Linked DNA regions of Ovis aries: region 1 is linked to region 2. Evidence: chromatin contacts called from public Hi-C data. All regions are on one chromosome and are shown on one strand. The core of a region is the stretch at or near the end of the contact, and the rest is flanking DNA. Distances in the headings are between cores, read along the strand shown.

Evidence for each region. A called contact is a pair of places that touch in the nucleus more often than the background predicts.
Region 1: a Hi-C map of hypothalamus shows a contact between it and region 2, with 5 times the contacts expected there. The contact joins two enhancer-like sites. A contact is called at or near these places in 7 of 16 Hi-C or Micro-C datasets (blood, hypothalamus, liver and 3 more).

What each region holds. Positions count from the first base shown.
Region 1 is chr8:84,726,567-84,730,262 of ARS-UI_Ramb_v3.0, forward strand. All of the region lies in intron 9 of PRKN (parkin RBR E3 ubiquitin protein ligase), which reads right to left. Among named protein-coding and RNA genes, the nearest start is that of AGPAT4, 63 kb to the left of the region's middle. Within about 2 kb of position 1,920, at least 4 of the 54 cell types and tissues checked have an H3K27ac peak or open chromatin away from gene starts, as enhancers often do. A contact at or near this core is called in hypothalamus, where this site is marked.
Region 2 is chr8:84,531,074-84,534,869 of ARS-UI_Ramb_v3.0, forward strand. It overlaps AGPAT4 (1-acylglycerol-3-phosphate O-acyltransferase 4), which reads right to left. Exons shown (of 9, transcript XM_027972638.3): 8 at 2,633-2,831; 9 at 329-880. The coding sequence ends at 786. Among named protein-coding and RNA genes, the nearest start is that of TRNAG-GCC, 51 kb to the right of the region's middle. Within about 2 kb of position 2,003, at least 3 of the 54 cell types and tissues checked have an H3K27ac peak or open chromatin away from gene starts, as enhancers often do. A contact at or near this core is called in hypothalamus, where this site is marked.

The DNA.
Region 1 (3,696 bases), core at 670-3,169, 200 kb after region 2:
CATCTGTATACATTGCAGCCAGCACAGAGACAAGGAATTGCGTGTGTGCGTGTGTGCGTGTGCGTGTGCTCTAGCACAGATTGTCTTGGAGGTGTGCGTCTCATCTCTGCAGCCTGATGTAAACTTATGGGGGTGTGTGTGTGCCAGGATGAGGATGGATGAGGGAAGAATACCGTGCTTAGGGTACACCGTGATTGGTCAGGCTCCACGCTAGGCACAGAGCAAGCGTTATTCATTAAATCCTTTTGGTTTTACAACATCATGTTACGATGAGGAAAGCATGTCTTGGAGAGGTCATATAATTCACTTACTGATGACTACAGCTCATGTGTCAGTGAGGGTTCATTCTCTAAACACACAGAACAATAGGAGAGAGATATATATATACACACATATATATGTATATATACATGACTGCAAGGAGACCCAACCAGTCCATACTAAAGGAGATCAGTCCTGGGTGTTCACTGGAAGGACTGATGTTGAAGCTGAAACTCCGGTACTTTGGCCATCTGATGCAAAGAGCTGACTCATTTGAAAAAGACCCTGATGCTGGGAAAGATTGAGGGCAGGAGAAGGGGACGACAGAGGATGAGATGGTTGGATGGCATCATTGACTCAATGGACATGGGTTTGGGTGGACTCCTGGAGTTGGTGATGGACAGGGAGGCCTGGCGTGCCGCGGTTCATGGGGTCGCAAAGAGTTGGACATGACTGAGCAACTGAACTGAACTGAACTGATATACATATATATATGTACACATGTACATATATATGTATAAAATATGGAAGAATTACTTTAAGGAATTGGCTCATGGGATTGTGGGAGCTGGTTAGTTCAAAATCTGTGGGGCAAGCTGGAAATGCAGGAGGAGTTTCCAAGTTATAATCACAAGGCTGAATTCCTTCTTATCTGGAAAATCTCAGTCTTTGCTTCATGAGCCTTATGACAGGGCTGATCACAAGGCCTTCAGGTGATTAGATGAGGCCCACCCACATTGTGGGTCATCTATTTGACATGAGTCAGCGAACTGGTGGTAGAGGTTAACCACATCTACAGACTGACTGCCCAGCAGCGCGGAGACTAGTGTCTAACAAAGCGACTGTGCAGCGTGAGCCAGGCTGACCCCCCATCAACCCCTGCAGCTAGTCCCAGCCGACACTCACTCTTAAGACCAGGCCTATTGGACTTCAAAGCCATTCTGCTTGGCCTTGGACTCCTCACAGGACAGGGCTCACCAGATGAGAGATGTACACTTAATTTCTGCAGAAAGAAATTCAACGTGAACTTGGAAAAGAAAACAACAGCCATCAATTCGAATGTGCTGACACGGGACTTGTCTGACCGTCCAGTGGTTAAGAATCTGCCTCGCAATGCGGGGGACATGGGTTCAGTCCCTGGTGGGGGCCCAAGATCCCACACGCCAGAGCAGCTAAGCCCACACGCCGAAACGAGAGGGTCCACGCTCTGCAACGACAGGTTCTGAGTGTCCCAACTAAGACCCAATACAGCCAAACAAATAAATATTTTTAAAAAACACCTCCAACATGCTGACACTTCATGCATGTTTGGAAGCTGCTTCCTTTGATAAGAGGGGACCAGACAGAGCAGGTGATCCATTGTCTCCTGTCCTGCGGATGACAATATATACACCCCCCACGCTTCCGTCCTTAGCCCATCAGTGAATAAAGGGTTCATTACATTGTAGGCAGGACCCGGCTCTCAGTCTTTCAGGTCTGCACTTCACCCAGAAATGCTGCTTCCGGGTCTTGATTCTCCTGCCCTTGTTGTCAGCTGAAAGGGGTGAACCCTTGGTTTTTCCCCAGGTCACTTCACTTTGGCTACCAGTTCTTGCAAAGTGTGATTTCCCTTAAGGCTTTGGCGCCACCTGGTGACTGAGAGGAGCTCTGCAGCTATTTTCCCTCTTCCAATTGGAAACCCACGGAATTGCCAGGAGGAGATGAAACAGTCTCTGGTGTGTGTGCCTACAGGCGGCGGTGAGTGGGCATGGGTAGTGCAGTGTGTGTAGTGAATGTGTATGTGAGGGATGTGTGTGTGTGTGTGTGTGTGTACGTGCTCAGGTGTGCCACATTTGCTTTTCAACGCTGTCTTTCATTTTTTCCCTCTCTGTGCTCAGTTGCTCAGTTGTGTCTGACTCTTCAATCCCAGGGACTGGAGCACGCCAGGCCTCCCTGTCCATCACCAACTCCCGGAGCTTGTTCAAACTCGTGTCCATCGAGTCGGTGATGCCATCCGACCATCTCATCCTCTGTCGTCCCCTTCTCCTCCAGCCTTCAATCTTTCCCAGCATCAGAGTCTTTTCAAATGAGTCGGTTCTTCGCATCAGGTGGCCAAAATGCTGGAGCTTCAGCATCAGCATCAGTCCTTCCAATGGATATTCAGGACTTATTTCTTTGTTGCTCAGTTGTGTCCAACTCTTTGCGAGCCCACAGACTGTAGCCCACCAGGCTCCTCTGTCCGTGGGATTTTCCAGGTGAGAATACTGGAGTGGGCTGCCATTTCCTACACCATTCTCTCTCTCTCATGCCTGACCTTTTTTTTTTTTTTTTAAATCATTCAACCTTAAAAAAACTCAAACCTCAAAGTTGTACCATTTTACAGTACAAGGCATAAAATACTTCCCATACATGCTCTTTCCATTATTTATAGCTCAGCAAGCCTTGCTGAGGGGCAAGGAAGGAGAACCCCTGGAAGAATGTGAGTGCCGGTCCTGGAAATCCGGGAACCCATAGCCGCTCTGAGTCCCAGCCCAGGGCCATTTCTGCTGCCCAGAGCCAACACGTGGGGTGCGTGGGAGACGCACCGCAGAGGCTCGGGGTTGTCTGCAGCGCCTGTGTCCCACCTGTCTGTTGAATGACGGTGTAGACGGACCACGCACCTGCGTTTCAAGGGTTCCATCATCATCATTACGTGTCATCAGGCGTCTGCTCATCTCGTAACCAAGTAGGACCCTGTGGGTATCCCTGTCAAGTTTCTGATTAACCTCCTTATCTGAATCTTTATTCCTTCTCTTGTTCAAACCTTTTTCTCCTCAAGGTTAAGAAGTATGAAAGGAAAGCGGGGGATTGTAACCGAGCAGGACCCCAGGGGCCCTTCCTTAGACAGGCCCCCATACCCTCCACTCTAACTCCTCTCTGAAGTAGATAACAGTATCTGATCCAAGTTTCTTGAGTTGTTTCCCAGATGTGAAAGTGAAAGTCACTCAGTCATGTCCGACTTTTTGAGACCCCATTGACTATACAGTCCATGGAATTTTCCAGGCCAGAATACTGGAGTGGGTAGGCTTTCCCTTCACCAGGGGATCTTTCCAACCCAGGGATCAAACCCAGGTCTCCCGCACTGCAGGTGCTGAGCTGTGCAGATGTGAGACTCTCCACCAAAGGGAAGAAGTTAACTACTTGACGACCCTGCGCCCACAGCCCCGGGTCCCCTGGAGCCTGAGGACTGATGGTAACCCCTGCTCCCTACCTTGTTCTCTCGCCATCAGCCAATCAGAGAACGGGGCATGAACTGATCACAGACCCCAGGACCCTCTTCTCTTCCACCAGGCTTTTAAAAGTGCTTTGCTGGAACCTTTCCGGGAGCTCGACCTGTCTCTGCTAGGCCAAGAGCCACCCGTCTCCTTATATGCCGTGACTGCCTGCTCAGTCCTGTCCAGCTGTTTGCGACCCCAT
Region 2 (3,796 bases), core at 753-3,252:
GTCTTCAGGGAGTGGGTGCATCGTCACGACCAAGGCCAGACAGACCACCGCAAGGTGGCCCGGGGAACCAGGGCTGCCTCCAGGGCGTCCCTGGGTCCCGCACGCGTGCCCGGCTAGCCTCCTGGCACCCGCCGTCTCCACACAGAGTCTCACAGTCTCCCGCCACCAGGAACCCACCTCCTCCAGCCACCTGGCCTGCCTTCCGCACCCCCAGCCCCCAGCTCCCTGCTCGGGAGCGCTCTGTGGTCCGGCACTCCGAAGTTTAGGAAGGGGGTCTGAAGGGAAGGAAGGCGGCGCTGTGTGCACACACCAGAGAGAAGCCAAACAGTGTAATTTTTGTTTTGTTTTGTTGTGTTTTGAGGCATAATTTAGTCATCTTACCAAAGTGTCTTTCACTCTGTAGCGAGCCAGGGTTAACAGAAAACTCAGCACCAAAGGATGGCAGGGAACCCCCCACCCTCCGAGGTCCCCATTTCTGCCCTCCCCCCGCACCTCAGATACCCTCGCAATGATCCCACTCAGCACACCTCATTCTCACATACGTTCTTAACACACACGTACACGCACTCACACAGACTCACACACGGAAAGAACGAGACCCGAAGCCCGCTAAAGCGTGCTGGGGGAAAGATTTGAGTACATCCTCCTCCCCCCTGATGCTGAGACCGCAGTCCCTGCCTTCCCGGCAGGGGCTCCCCCAGCTTTGTCACTGGGTCCCGCCCAGGGTGACGGCGGCATCCACCAGTCCCCCCCAAGGTCCCCTTCGGGTGGTGACACATCCCGGGTCAGTCGCTGTGTTTCTGCTTGCTGTCCATGTTGCCGTAGGCAGAGCCCTTGTCAATTTCTGTGACGCCGATCATCCATCGGACCCCCATGGAAGCTGCGGAAATAGGAAGGGCAAGTCAGAGGCCTGTGGGGACTCCGGTGGGCCCTGCCTGACGGAATAAAGCGGGGAGCTCTGTGAATCTCAGGCATCAGCTGAGAGCTGGGTGATCTGGGGTGCTTTTCACCATCCCTGCCTCACAGTTACCCTTGAGCATGGGGCCGGGGTTCTAACTGGACTGAGAGACGTTAGAACAGAGCCAGGCTGTTGTGTGTGGTGAGTTTTGATCCTTGGACAGTGGAGGTGAGCAGGATGTGGAGAGCTGCATCTTCCGGTGCCCATCCCCAGGACAAACGGTTCTTCGGTGGATGCAGTGCAGCAACTTACAGTCACCCTTAAGTAAAGCGCAAGGAAGCGCATTCTTGGACAATGCAGGGGCTCAAACAGCTATCTTAGTTTCCAGCATGTCTCAGCACGGCTTCTGGTGCGAGTTTCAGAGCAGCGGGCAAGCCGCGTCCCTGCCTGCCTTTTCTCCGACAGCGGGATTTGGCCCAAAGAGATAAGAAGTGTAGGATGCACGCAAGAGCCCAGTTTAACCACCAAGAGGCTAGAAAACAGGATATGGAGGCAGGAGCTGCGGTTTACGCGCTCCCTCCAGAGAGGACAGACGTGGTGAGCTCCTTGGGTGCGGGGACCACGTCTACCTCAATCCCCTTGATGAGCCCGGCACCCATCACAGCCTGACCGCAGTCCATTGCAGTATGTGTGAAAAAGTTAATAGAGGGGGAGTGGCTGAAACCTCCCAAGTCGTGATGCATGAGTTTCCAGAGCCTCAGCATCCTGTGAACTTTCAGACCAGGGACCCGACGGGGACAGGGGTCCACCCAGCCCATGAGGCTCACGGAGCCATTATTATGGGCTGCCTTCAGCCTGGGGCCAGCTCTGAACATCAGCCCTCCGCCCCAGTATTAGAACTTTGTGCTGTGGAGTTGATGGCGTTGTGGAGCGAACCTGACTCCAGCGGTGAAAAGGCTTTGTGAGAGGACCAAGACTCAGTGATTCAGGGAAGAGGGAGGAAAGGCACGGGCTCAGAGGTGATGAGGTCCTGGGGAGAGAGTAGTCGGTTCCTCCAAAGCTGGAGGCACCCTGTGTCTCCAGCCGTCACCTGCAGGGAGCCCCAGCTTCCTCCAGAGGGCGCTGCCTTCCTGCTGCTGCTGGGCAAGGCGGGATCCATCCTCTCCAGCAGGGTCTGGAGACCACAGCACCCCCTGGACACACAGCAGCCAGGCCAGACCCGGCCTGTGTAGCGGGAACTGGCCGCCCCCGCCATAAAAAAGCAGCAGTATCCAGGGAAGCATGGGCCGTGGAGAAACGGCGGTCCTTTGAAACGACGCCCGGATCCAAGCCCATAGCAATGAGCCAAAGGGCTGAGCTGACCACCATCTCCACGCGGGAGCCAGCCAAGGAGAAGCGCCCACGCTGACCTCCCCAAAAAAGGTCAAGACCTGCTCTGAATGGCAAAGAGCCTCTGTCGCTTCCTGCTGGGACCCAGGAAATGGTTTTCTTGCAGGTGAGGAGGAAGCGATTGTGACAAGAGCCCTCTGCAGAGGCCGGGAGCTCATCCCTGGAGGGGCTGGCTCCCTGTGCGCACAGGGCCCCATGCACACACTGGGAGGGGGCGAGGCAGTCCCCCAGCCCCGGGATTCAGGACTCCAATCGGGGTGCTCCCCTCTTCCAGGGCCTCGTCCTCCCCCGCGCCCAGAGGCTCCCACCCGGCCCCAGCCCCAGCCCCCGGCAGCCCGGACTCACCCACGAAGAAGACAAGAACAAAGCTGGCGAGCGTCAGGGAGGAGCCACTGCTGACCATGTTGACGACGAAGCGAAAGAAGGGGTAGAGGAGCATCGAGGCCCAGAAGAGCCAGTTGACAAGCGTCCAGGGCCGCCGCGGGGGCACCATGGGCGTCTCGGGGAAGGTGCCCGTGCGGGAGTACTCCTCCTGGAAGGCGTCCTGCGGGCACAGGGCCGCTGACCGCCTGCCACCCGGCCACCCCAACCCAGGCCCGCTGGGTCCCACCCTCCCCAGCCCAGGCAAGGGCACGGGAGTCTCCCCAGCTCGACCCAAATACCCTAACACCATCCCGGGGCCGACAGGGCGCTCGCCCAGCAAAGCGCATCAGTGGTCCAGACGGCCGGCTCACCCATCATGGCCCAGTTCCCCAGGCAGTCGAGTTTTCTGGAGAAACAAGCTTCTGTGCACCTGAACCCTCTACCTTAAGTGCTGAATTTTGATGCTAAACCAAAATTAAGTGCTAAACTTTTATCCACTTGAGAAAGAGATGTCTAGTCGGCCATACTTATCTTCTTCCCCAACCAAGATGTACTGGACGATGCCATGTTCCGACCTCCCAAGGTCATGATTAGAATGAATCCTCAGATGGGCCACTTTGGAAGGAGAGCCTCTGGCCCTTCATGGGTGGTTCAGGGGCTCTGCATGGCAGCTCCCGCCCTCCCACCCCCAAACTCCTGCCCCTCCTCAACTTCCCTCCTGGGTCTCCTGGAGGTTGGGGGGAAGTCAGGAGGGTCTCAAGAAAAGCACATGATCAAGCAATTGTAAACAGACTAGACCGTGTGTGGAGTGTTCCACCCTCCAGAGGTAAAGGAGGGCTTCCCCGGTGGCACAGCGAATAGGGGCCTCCCTGCCAACGCAGGGGACATGGATTTGACCCCCAGCCTGGGAAGATGCCACAGGCCATGGAGCAACCAAGCCCGTGTGCAGCTGCTCCTGAAGCCTGTGCGCCCTAAGGCCGCTGCCTCACAGGAGAAGCCACCACGGTGAGAAGCCCACGCATCACAATGAAGAGCAGCTTTCCGGCTTGCGGCAGCAAGAGGCGTGTGCAGCAGCGCAGCAAGCAAGACCCAGCACCAGCAAACCGAAAACAAGAGGAGGAGAGGGAGCCACAGCAGCCGCTGGGC